Regions from separate parts of the Drosophila melanogaster genome. Here region 1 is linked to region 2. The links are chromatin contacts, called in public Hi-C maps. All regions are on one chromosome and are shown on one strand. Each heading gives the region's core, a stretch centred on a gene start, on an enhancer-like site or on the middle of the called end of the contact. The rest is flanking DNA. Distances are from core to core; before and after follow the strand shown.

Region 1 (3,385 bases), core at 66-2,565, 130 kb before region 2:
AGTTACACCAAAAATGGCATGAAGGGCACTACGATAATTCACTTGCAATCATATGCATACAAAATTTTTGTTAAGTCGATGCAGTTTTATAAATTATTGGCCGAATAAAGCTACAATATCCCCTCAAAGATTACACAAATAAATAAATACTAGCAATATATATGAAATGCAACGTATAATAACGCTGTTATTAATTCATGATTAAATACATTCTATTTACAAGAAAGAGAAAAAAAGGTATCACATATTTTCCATACACAAACAGATTTTTCTTGAAATATCAGTTAGGCACAGCAAACTGCAACACTAAGCCCAAAAAATGTACATATTTGCTGCGGTTTTTGTTAAAGCCTTTAATGTCCGAATTCAATTTAATGGGTAAAGTTTGTTATTGTGAACTATAAAAAAATATTTTAATTATAAATTGATTGTACGCATTTTATTAAATGGAAAATTCTGTTTATTTTAAATAATTTAGTAGCCTTTTAGGTGGTTCGGTTTATAGAGGGAGACAATACATGTGTAGAGAAGAGCACTTAGTTTGGAGGATTAGGAAATTATTGTTTAAGTTCTTTAGACTTTAAAAAGTCAACGGGTTAAAGTGGCACATGTGTTGGCGCTATGGAAGCTGTACCCCGCAAATCTGGCAATTACTTAATAGGATTCATTAATTTGAAAGTACAGCTCGCTGAACGTATTGAAGGTTGCGAAGTTCAGTGCATTTATTTATCAATGATTCTCTTACGTGCTGACTATTGAAAATATGTGATTTAAAAAAATCGCCCTTTTCGGGCATTTGTTTCATCATTTCCCGCCCACTCCGCTCGTCGTCAATCAATCAATTTGCCGCTGTCATAACAACTGTGCATCAGCAAAAAGTTGGCCCTCTTTTTCACAAAATTCCCCGAAAACCTCGAGCTGTGGTTACTGCGGTTCCGCTTCTGGGGTTACGGTGTATATCTTATATATTGGGACTCACCCGAGAAAACTGGTACGTGTGTTGTATTTTGAGGGCTGCACTTTCTGTTTCCGAATTTGCACTCACACATTGAACTCCAACAAAATATAGCCAAAACAGTGCGCTACACCCGCACAAAGCACTCAAAAAATAATTCAACACTCGCGGGACGTCACAGAAACTGATACTTTTATGATATATTTTTCGAATAATTTCACTTTTGATTTTCGAGTGGAGTTTGGTGAACGATAGCTCCTCATACATACACTTCTTAGCACTCGCCAAAGCTCTACAATGTCTGACGTGCGAAATTCGAGCGTCGCCTGTCCGCTGGACCGGAGCAGTTGGAAAACGCGCAAAGACTGAAATTCGGCGTTGGCCGTCAGCTGCCGGCAACTGCATCCCGTCGCTCGGCTTTTTCCCGACTTTCCCGAGGCGAGGCGGCACGAGCGGCCACGAACTGCAGCCGAGCATCTCAGCAGCATCCACGAAGCGGCTTGTTGCCGCAACATATCAACGGCATTCGACGACGCGGTGTTGTCGTTGTCAAGGGTGCCCCTCGTTCTTGTACTGACACTACCGCCACCGCTAGGAAAATTCCCGCAGCGGGGGCAGCCGCTTTCCCATTTCCACGTCGTGCTATTTTTGTTAACGCCGCCGATGCCGCCGCTGGCTCACGTGTGCGTTAGGTCAGTGACGCTTCGCATGGCATCGTCTCGATGTTCAATTTATTTTCACGCTGCGGCTGCACTGCGAATAATCAGAAATCCCGATTAATGAGGCAAATTTCTGGCGAACGTTAATTATTTTCCATTTTAAAATCAGTTCCTTTATGCTAATTCAAGGTTGGGCAATAGCTGTTTGGTCCCAAGATATGGGAGTAACTAACTAACTTTTCAGAAATCTGCATAACTTCAAAACAAGATCAATAAATAATGAATGAGCCATTACAGTGGGCTTACTTACAGTGGGACAAAAAGCGTGAAAGTTGCTGGACCAAATAATACCGATTAATTTATTTCAGTAGACTTTTCCGTTTGTTTTCAGCTTGCGGCTTGCATTTATTGCTAACAGATGACACAGTGGGTCCATCCGGGGAGATCTTCAATGTGTCAAAATTGTTAATGCAAGAGGCGGCAAGCGGTGCCAATATAAATAAATGAACTCAGAAAAGCTTATGAAGGCAGGAAATATCTAGCATTGGCATTTTCAATTATTTATTTTCTCGTTGTAGACAAAACTTATAACACATAGTGTGTTGAAAAATAGAACATTTTTATACACCATTGCAGTCATAAGTATCAATCTGATAAATATTTGGTATGTTATTTACAAATTTTATGTTAGTAAATGTTCAAATGTCTTATGTTCAAGTAATGAAACAATATGTAATGGCAGAGTTTAAGACCATGATTTATTATTTCAAATCAAAATAATTTTACTAAACTTCCAATAAAGTTAAATAACAATCCTATTGCACCTTTATTTAAACTGTCTGTTGGCTAACTTATAAGAAATCATAAGATAAAACCAAGAGAGCTTGATACAGTCGAGTTCTCTGACTATCAAATACCCCGCGGAATAATATTTGAAAAAATTAAAATATTGTTCAATAGTGTGGGCGTGGCAGTTTTGGGCGGTTTGTGGGCGTCAGAATGGGAGTGGCAAAATTTGAAACAAACTACGCTGCGGCTATGTCTCAGGAAGCTGCAAGCGTTCAACATTCTATCTTCTACAGTTCCTGCATTCGAGACGTTCATACGGACAGACGGACTGTTGTTAATCCTGATCAAAAATATATATACTTTATATGGTAGAAAATGCTTCTTTCTGCATGTTACACATTTTTCAGAAATCTAGTATATCCTTTCCCACTGCAAGTAACGGGTATAATAATAATAATAATCCACTTATCGATATTAATTAATATTAAAAAAGGTTGTGTTTTTGAATTATCAGTTTTTAATTGTAGTATGGCCTAAATTTTAGAATTTCCAATTCAATGGCTCATTAAAGATATTTGTTAGCTGTGAATTTAAGCAAAATATTAATCTATATGAAAGTAAATATCCCAAAGAGTTTTATAATATAGAAGGCAACAATTCGATTTAAGCGATATATATGTAAGTGATAAAAAAGCATATTCTTCATTAGACTTTCAAGCCCTGTTAAGCTAATCCATTCAATATTGCCAAAAATTTATTGCTACATAGTTTTCAAGTTTACTTTGTGTATTGAAATTATCGTCTAATTAGTTTATTTATCGATGCCAAAACTTGCCCACTGATTTGGCTCTGTTCCAAAACTAAAGCACAAAAGTCCCAAAACTGGTTAGCCAGGAAAATGAGTGGTCAAAGAGAGGGTACTATAAGGGGCACACTAAGCACACACACAGACACACACACACACACACACACACAAAGATAA
Region 2 (3,298 bases), core at 74-2,573:
CATAGCTAGCGCCAGTTCCGCTAAATAGAACTTGACATCTTCTTCCGTAAACATTACTTCTTTGGATAGACGGGTAAACAGATCACCGCCACGAAGAAAATCCAGTATCAAGTAGAGTTTTCCGGGAGTTTGGAAGGCATAGTGAAGACGTACGATGAAAGCATGACCCACGTCCGCTAGTATTTTTCGTTCATTTGTGCTCCTTACGCGATCTTTTACTTTTAGGGTGGCCTTTTTGAGCACCTTCATGGCATAGAGTGTTCCTGCATCTTTGCCTATGATCTTTCGCACTAGAAACACCTTTCCAAAGCTACCTTCGCCCAGAACCCGTAGGAGCTCGAACTGGGAAGGATCGGCCTTGTCGTGACCCTCCTTGATGACTTCCTTAAGCTCGAATTCGTTTTCTGTTTCATATAGGGGCTCGGTGTCTTCTAAATCAGGTGCACTTCGCCCAGTAGCCCCTTCTCTCCTACCGCCAGTTTCCACGCCTCCCTGGGACTCGGAATCACTCAGCTCCATAAGTTCTGGCGGCGGGCACAAGGTTCGATGCGTCGGCCTTTTCCTAGCGGAATCCAAGTCTGCTGTTGGTGAGATGTGATGCTGCTCGAGGGCCGCTTGCAGAGCAGATTGCTGTTGCACCTGTTGCAGCTGCTGGCGGCGTTGCGATGATGTCACAGTGGTCACCGAGGAAGTGACACCGCTGTTGCCTCCGCCACTCTCATCGTCCTCGGTGGGCGTGTGCTCCATGGGCGTGACCGCCAGGCTGCTGCAGCCGGACGAGGTAATTTGCATGCGCTGGCGCAGCTGCAGACCCAATCCGCTGCTGCTGCATTGCTGCTCCGCATTGTTGCTGCTGCTGGTGGAGGACACATGCTGCTGCTGCTGCTGCTGCTGAGGCTGCTGGCGGAGATCCTTTTGCGAATCGGCCAGCGGCATGACTTCGGTGGCTGCTAGCGTTGTGAGGCAACTGCTCCTAGCGGTTCCTTTGTTTCCAGATCCTGATGCACAATGCTAGAGCCCGAGTTCCCCCTGCGTTTCCAACTCCTCCTGCTGCTCCTCCTCCACCGAACTCTCCCTACTTCCGATTTCACTTTTCTTTTTTATTACTTCCGCTGCGTGGGCGTCGCAGTCGACTGCGCTGTTGCCTCTCCGGATTTCTCTGGTTTCCCTGCTGCTCCTACGGCCAACAAGCAGCGCTTTCCTAATGCGCCCACGTTTCGTACGCCGTCTGCTTTACTATCCGCTTCGCAATCCGCACAGCTGTGTTGCTTCTTATCACTATTATTTACACATTCACAATAAAGTTTTTTTAGAGCTGCAAAAAAATCGATGTTACCATCGATTACATCGATAGTTTCAGTTTTCCGAAAACATCGATTTACTTTTTGCAGCCGATGTTTTTACTGTGCGTATTCAGCAAATTTTTGTTTACACTTTTAATACATTCTTTCGGTTTTAAAAGTCTATATAACTCAATTAAAAAAAAAAAAACATATAAATATAGTTTTATTTGAGAATGATTTGGCCCGTGTGACCGTGTCTAGCAATATACCAAACGCGAAAAATACCAATTCATTACGAAAACGTCGTCACGAAACAAGTTATCTTGTGTAAACCGTCTAAAAACCGTTATTATAAATTTCTATATCCCTTTTATATTGATTTCCGGAAACTTTGCTAAATAAATACAACGGTTTTGCAGACTTACTTACTTATATTAGCCGCAACATTCCAAATTCAATTGGTAAAAAACTAATGGATATCGTACAAGCGCTTTTAAAAACAATAAAAAAAAAAACATTGTGCTTATAGATTCAGTATTATTATTGCTTCAAAAGTGGACAACAACCACTTTTCATATATAAAAGTAGGAGTAGTAGGAGTAGCTTACTTACTTAGTGCAAATCTGAAGGGCGCAACGATAGACGGATACAATACTGACCACAAAATGAAGAAACAGGGCAAAAATTAGGCCGCAGGCAGCGGAAACCTCGCTGTTGGTATCGATCAAGTCGAACTAGAATGGATGAAACCATTAAAAAAACATGCCTCAATGCGAAGAGCCCGGCTTTACCTGTTCACCCTTTTGCTCCGCCATCCTGTTGAGGTCCCTTGACAATCCCACGCCGGAAATAGCCAGAGCCAGGGTGCTGCTGGCGATGCAGACCAAACTGAGGGCCAAAAACGCTGTCTGGGTTTTGCGCATGCTCACCACTCCAAGGGAGCCCGTAACGGCTGCTATCAATCCCGTCCAGATGCCGCATCCCGCCAGTGAGAGCGCTGCCTCTCGGACGATCAGAAGTGATCCCAGGGCCACCAGCGATATGGCCAGGAGCAACTGGAGAGTGCCCAACACTATTTGCAGTGGAAATGCCGAGCAGCATTCATTGCTCGCCTTGCGCTTGCGCCGATCTTTCGAGGAAAGCGATGAGCCACTGCCTCCACCCTCGCTGCCCTCCTTGTACTTAATAAATTCCGGTGGACAGCGCTGTTTACGACTGATCCTGGAGTCCAAAGTGGTGGCCCCACTCTTAGTGCCATTCACCTGCACAGAAGAAAAAATGTGTTTGGTACAATATTCGATTGTCTGAGGATTAATGAGAGCAAGGCAGTACAGAAATGGACAATTAAAGATTCTCTAGCCCTATTAGGTGATTCAACTGATACAAATTGATTAATTTTGGTTGACTTTTTGTAGGACCTACCTGGTTTGGTTGCCGCGAAGCAATAGCTTCCTGCAGCTGTTGTTTGAACTCTTGGTGCGAAATAAGATTGGGCTTATTATCGTCATCATTGTTTGCCTGGGATTTTTGGGCATCCAAGTCTAGGGCGGCGGATAGGAGTTTCACCGCCGGCGGCTTCTCATCGTAGACAGGACTCGAATAGATGTGACTTTGGGCATCCTGGCGCGCCTGCTCCTGGTCCTCCTGCTGTTTTCGATTCTCATCCCGTTGAAGCATGCCGATTTGCGAGTTGGTCAGACTACCGCCCGATCCCGCCAAGTTCGTGGTATTCGTGCTATGTTCGATGGTGGTCACCACCTGATGGAGTTCCTCAGGATTCAGGCTGCGATCCACAATGGTATCCATGCTGCCGGTGGTGGAATCATGCGAATCAATGGTGCGGGCCGGCGATGCCGAGTGGCGGCCATTGAAATCTTCGCCGCCAGGCTGCTGATTACTGGTCTCTGTCATTTCTGCTGATTGGCTGAGATGATTGGGTTATGATGATCGGTGATGTCACTGATTCATTGACAAGCTGCAGGCAAATGAGGAGAACAGTTAAATATTAAAAATAA

What was found. Hi-C and Micro-C count contacts between places; a contact is called where the count stands out from the background.
Region 1: a contact with region 2 is called in a Hi-C map of the Kc167 cell line, with 2.6 times the contacts expected there. The contact joins the promoter of lncRNA:CR44997 here to the promoter of S6kII in region 2. A contact is called at or near these places in 3 of 107 Hi-C or Micro-C datasets (the Kc167 cell line, the ML-DmBG3-c2 cell line and testis).

The regions. Positions count from the first base shown.
Region 1 is chrX:22,655,254-22,658,638 of dm6, reverse strand. It overlaps lncRNA:CR44997 (long non-coding RNA:CR44997), which reads right to left and starts at 1,315. Exons shown (of 4, transcript NR_123990.1): 1 at 980-1,315.
Region 2 is chrX:22,527,989-22,531,286 of dm6, reverse strand. S6kII (Ribosomal protein S6 kinase II) reads right to left here and starts at 1,323. Exons shown (of 2, transcript NM_001272850.1): 1 at 1-1,323. The coding sequence starts at 936. It overlaps CG17600, which reads right to left. Exons shown (of 7, transcript NM_134625.3): 2 at 2,706-3,258; 3 at 2,075-2,545; 4 at 1,896-2,017. The coding sequence starts at 3,194.